2 separate regions of the Hordeum vulgare genome follow, and region 1 is linked to region 2. The links are chromatin contacts, called in public Hi-C maps. All regions are on one chromosome and are shown on one strand. The core of a region is the stretch at or near the end of the contact, and the rest is flanking DNA. Distances in the headings are between cores, read along the strand shown. Region 1 has its middle 140 kb from the start of LOC123429911. Region 2 holds the start of LOC123425830 (putative cysteine-rich receptor-like protein kinase 20).

Region 1 (2,700 bases), core at 68-2,567, 530 kb after region 2:
TTATTCATTCTAGCATGTTGATATAGGAAAATTCAGTAAATTTATTTACAGCGTGTTCCTTGTGACGCTAGACAGAAAACTGCTACTTTAGTGAGCAAGCTCATGAGGAATGTTATCATAGCTAAAGATTCAGTGGAAGAAGTTTTCTCTGCCAATGGAGGACCATCTTATGAAATCAAATTCAGTCACAATAAGCACAGAAGTATATTTTATGGGTCAGGCTGATAAAGACTGGTGAAAGATTATGCTATGCAAGAGGGTGATGTTCTAGATTTAAATTTAGATAACGATGATCCGTACTTTCATGTTATACCGAGCGGGAATGGCATTCCTTTTAAGCCTTTGTTAATCAGGTAAATAATTCTACTTTTCTAATTTTGTATCAGACATGGTTCTGTATCAGACCCTAAAATTAGTCAGAGTGAAAGACAGCTCCTGTTTCCTGAAGCTTTAAATGGACTCAGTCAAAGACAAATAAAACGGATGAACACTTGTGTGTACACTCGAGGAATTACGAAATGAACATTGCACCAAGATCTTCATAGACCACACCCTATGGACTTTGAGCTTCACAGTCACCACTTAAAGCGAATACACAGAGAAATCATCAAAGAATACACCTTATTATTGAACATTAAAAAGGTAGTAGAAGAAAAGTTTTGACAGTTTGATAGCAACATAAATAGTAATAAGGTAACAAGTAACGCAAGTAATAGAGAGCAGCAAGTGGCCCAATCCTTCATTTTGCTAAGAACCAGTCGAAGGTGTTTCTTATAATGACTAATGCGCTCTTGAGGATGCACCGAATTTCGCCAAGTTACTTTCACCTTGATTCTTTGGGTTACCATTCATTGATTCACTAAGTGTTATGCGGGTGGATCGAGGCTAAGGTATTTTCGTAACTTGAACAATTACCTAGCAACATCCAAATTGTCCAGTTAGTATAGAAATAATAAAAAGAGCAAAGCTGATAGAAATCAATTGCTGCAGTACCTAAAAAATAGTCATTCAGTTAGAGTGCATTGATGATCTCCTTGTATAAAATATTCTGAGTCACATCTGCTTTATCTCCGTGATCATCCTTGATAAGAAACTTCAATCCTTGGCTAGAAGTACCATGAGAAAACAGTCTTAGGAAGATAAACACATAACTCTGAAAGTGTCTGCCCTTGACTTTTATTTATTGTCCTACTATAGCAAAGTTGGACAGGAATCTGACAACGACGCAAGGTAAACAGACATTTGGTGCTTGGAGCATTCAGAACAATCCTATGGACACAAACTCGCTGAGCTTTATTGCTACCGGTGATAACGTCACCCTCAAATAGTCTCTCTCCAATCCTTACTACCAACAAACGTTTTTCGTTACAAATACCTAGTGGCTCGTTCATATATTTCTTAAAAGCATAACAGGAACTCCAACTTTCAGAGCTATTTCATGTTCTGCAAAATATTTGATATTTATGGATGCAGAAGCTCTGGAGAAAATAGGAGACCAGCATCACCTACATGGTCGGTGCTCTTCAGAATACTGTCACAACTGAAAAAAGATCTAGAATTTCAAGGAACACGCCTGAAAAAAGATCTAGAATTTCAAGGAACACGCCAGAATGGTTGGGAAAAATAATAATCATATATACTGTCAATTTGGATGTGTGATTGAGCAATCAACAATAACTTGGCAAGCCATCACATGTGTTAAAATAGTGTTTGCATTAGATAGATGATGGGCAAGCATTTGGCACTTTCTCTAAGGCTCACAAAGTCATGTGGTTGTATTACATGGGATGCCTACTATGATATCACTCCGTTCCTAAATATAAGATGTTTTCGTAGCGTAAACTGAACTGACAAAACCTTTTATATTTAGGAACAGAGGTAGTACTCCCTCCTTTCCCAAATATAAGACCTTCTAGAGATTTCTATATGGACTATACATTGATGTATATAGACTTATTTTAGAGTGTACGTTCACTCATTTTGCTTCGTATATAGTCCATAGTGTAATCTCTAGAAGGTCTTATATTTAGAAACGGAGGGAGTACTATCTAAGGTAGTGAATGTCCTGTAGTTCTTTCTAGCTATATAATAGTAGTGCTTTAAGGTAGGGTGCATTCTTTGAACTTGTATATCATACTTTTAGCTCTTGTAGTTGAGAACTGCATTTGATTGTTTGCTCATCAGCTTGTGTTTTCTCTAGTTTTTATTTATTTATGGTCTTGATAGGTGTTTGTTTATTCAGCAGTAGTTTGAACCACATTTGTTCAAATGCAGCTAAGAACAGAATAGCAGGAAGAATAAGGAATTGAAGACCCTACCGGAACTGGTCCCCAATACGAACAAGGTGTACTTGTAGACTTAGGGAGCCTCTAAATAGGGAGCTATGTTTGATCAAGGTGATTTATGGCTCTCAAATGAAGATACTTATTTCTCTTTGGTGACATGTTTTCTATTGCTAGAATGGTTTTGAATGGAGAGTAGCCTTTTGGAATAGATGAATTGTCATGAACTTGAAGATGAAGGCAAGGTTTGTATTTAAGGGACCAGAATGCCACAAAGAATACCAAGCCAGATTCAACCCGCAGAGCACTTTTGATTCCAGAGTAATTCTACAAGCCATACACAACACCACTGTTAGAAATAGGAACCGCAAATCCAGCGAACTTCAGATTTTTAGGCATGGAAATCAAACATTTTTCA
Region 2 (2,700 bases), core at 148-2,647:
GTGTACAATGGGCACCCAGGTTTGATATCCCAAAATTCCAGATTTTTTAAAATTTTCCTGATACTTCTTTTAATGCTATATTCATATAGGGGTGTGTGTGGCACCCGAGGGCCATAAATCCTCATCCTTCCAAACATCCCCTTGTTTCAAATCTATGCCCTCTTAGACAAGATAATGAGGCTCAAAGCCAAAATTATTAATGAAAATACTTAAGACTAAGTTATTTTCTTCTGTTGTACTTGAATGGTAAAATGAAGCGAATAAATATGTTATGCAATTTGGAGCCATTCAAGAAAACATACTTCTTGGGAGCGCATTGAGCGACAGCATCTTAGTATCGTTAAAGAATTGTGTGTCCGTCTCATAATGCAATGTGCACCACAACCCAAGAAATGCTGCCCCCATCTGGCCAGCAATGATCTTACTCTGCATGTCAGGGATTATGCGATCCAGGCATGCCGCACAACGCTCATATGGCATATCCCGTATGCACTGCGCCAACCCATACACCGTCTGTCCTGTCTCCTCAAACCACACTTTGCCGACTGCATATTTTTCTGCTCGGCTCACCACAACATCAGCAAGCGCATGTATCAGCTTGGTGACAAGGTCTTCATAACGCCCGGCGGCTACAGTGGCCCTCACAGAATTCAGGTTAGTATTCACGGTGCACCCGGTCATGTTGCTGAAGTTGGAAAGAAAGTCCTGGTTGGAGAAGCTTATCTGTGCCTGGTATTGGTCGTAGTAGTAGGTCACATTGTTGCTCTGGAGGGAGTAAGAGTTGCCAGCTTTGCTGTTGATTGCTTCATCAAGGGCCTTTGTTAGGCGCTTCTGACAGTCGGAGCCATCAGAATCACCCCGACAAAGCACTGCACCATAGACCTTGTCTGGTCCTATGCCAGCCGTGCCAGTAGCTGAGTGCTTCTCTGTGGCGTTGGCAAACAGTAGTTTGGCGAGGGATATAAGATTGGATTTGTAGGTGCTGTTTGGCATGTACATGCCGCCATTGTTGTCGCTGCAGAGTGCCTGACCTTCCGACGAAGCCGAGAAGGAGAGGAAGAGAACTAAGAGAGATAGTCGTAGCATCCTCCTCATTTACTTCAGAAAATGGTCTGTGATCTATCGGCGTTGTGGAAGTACTCATGAAACTGTAATGAATAAGTGGCAAATAACATCTTCTCTTTGTGTACAAGAGGTAAACATGTTGAAGGTTCTTACGAAAATGACCTTTGGGACCAGACTGGTCTAAGTTAGAAATTTCTCTTAAAATTGACAGGATGACTGATGGTGACCGTCACCATATCCTGCAAAATAGGGCAGAGAAACATGGCACTGGACTGGGGTTTTGACCTCCAATTTGGTCCAAGTCTAAGCACTGGACTTTATTTACACAGACAGGTGTTGTCATCCTCTATAACACTAAGTTCCCTTGTTTTAAAGAGTCTACATTCAGTTGAGTTCTTTAATTAGAATTAGGTTACCCGATTTTGATCGGGTCAACAATTTCTCAAAGCTCTCTTATTCAATTCTTTTATACCATACACAATGGTTCCAAATTTTAAGGTCTCACAATTAATTGAGGTATTCAATTTAGAATTGGATCATCCGATTTTGACCGGGTCAACAATTTGTCAAGCTCTGCCATTCATTTTTTTAATTCATTCCCTAATTTTGAAGCTCTTTCATTCAATTGAGATATTCAATTTTGAATTTGGTTTACGATTTTAATCGGGCCAATGATATTTCAAAACAATCAGCAACAACTGCCCTATAAAAACATATCAATCATGGCGCACCCTCCCACCACCTAGAAAAAAGAAGCGCCATCATGTGATATTGTAGCACCAATAGAGTACATGCAACCACCGACACTAAAATTTCCCCACATAAATATAGGTTGGTTAGCGGATAACACTGAATCACACCATGAAAGGCCCACCAAATCACCGCACTATAAATAAAAATAAAACACGCTAACATCTCACTCACCCGCCAAACTAAATATTCCATCAGTTCCAAAATACGGGTATTGGGTTTTTGGAAAGTCATATTTCTTCAACTTTAACCAAGTTTACAGCAAGAATATCGACATCCACAATATTAAACAAAATAAGTATGGAAATTCATTTCATGCTGAATCTAAAAACACCGATTTGATATTATGGATTTTGATATAATTTTTCTATAAAATTGATAAAATTTAAAAGGTTTGACTTTCCAAAAAAATATTACACATCAATATTTTTCATTTTTGTTTCTAGACGTGTGTTTCGAATCCATCAATTTAATTTGTTTTGCTATATGATCTATACATAAATTTGTCTATATTGTCATTTTTTGTTGAATTTTTAAAATATTTTTGGAATGAGATTTCTAGAGTTGGGAGTATCGGGAGTATAGAATACCTTCTCTATAATGGATTTTTACAAACTAAATATGAATTGGTTCATCACAGTGACTACAATGTTGCACAGTGCAGATACATGAAATATTTGAATCTCAAAGGACGATCTGACGGTAGATAGTAGGGCGGTTTTGTTGATCTGCCCAGCAGCTAGCAGGTCATGTGCTGGTTCCAGTGCCATGTAGTTTCGAAACAGATATGTATATTCTTGTAGTCCCAAATTATGAATATTGCATATGATGGAAAATCTTGTTACATATGCAGGAATAGGACAAATGGGTGAAGTTCTGAGCCAC

What was found. Hi-C and Micro-C count contacts between places; a contact is called where the count stands out from the background.
Region 1: a Hi-C map of leaf shows a contact between it and region 2, with 5 times the contacts expected there. The contact joins the enhancer-like site here to the promoter of LOC123425830 in region 2. A contact is called at or near these places in 2 of 6 Hi-C or Micro-C datasets (leaf and seedling).

Annotation. Positions count from the first base shown.
Region 1 is chr2H:201,003,709-201,006,408 of MorexV3_pseudomolecules_assembly, forward strand. No RefSeq gene overlaps it. Among protein-coding and RNA genes, the nearest start is that of LOC123429911, 140 kb to the left of the region's middle. Within about 2 kb of position 1,318, at least 1 of the 3 cell types and tissues checked has open chromatin away from gene starts, as enhancers often do. A contact at or near this core is called in leaf, where this site is marked.
Region 2 is chr2H:200,469,094-200,471,793 of MorexV3_pseudomolecules_assembly, forward strand. It overlaps LOC123425830 (putative cysteine-rich receptor-like protein kinase 20), which reads right to left and starts at 1,398. Exons shown (of 7, transcript XM_045109567.1): 1 at 426-1,398. The coding sequence starts at 1,095. It overlaps LOC123425831 (cysteine-rich receptor-like protein kinase 6), which reads right to left. Exons shown (of 8, transcript XM_045109569.1): 8 at 2,610-2,700. The region is part of intron 1 of LOC123425832 (a long non-coding RNA gene); the gene reads left to right.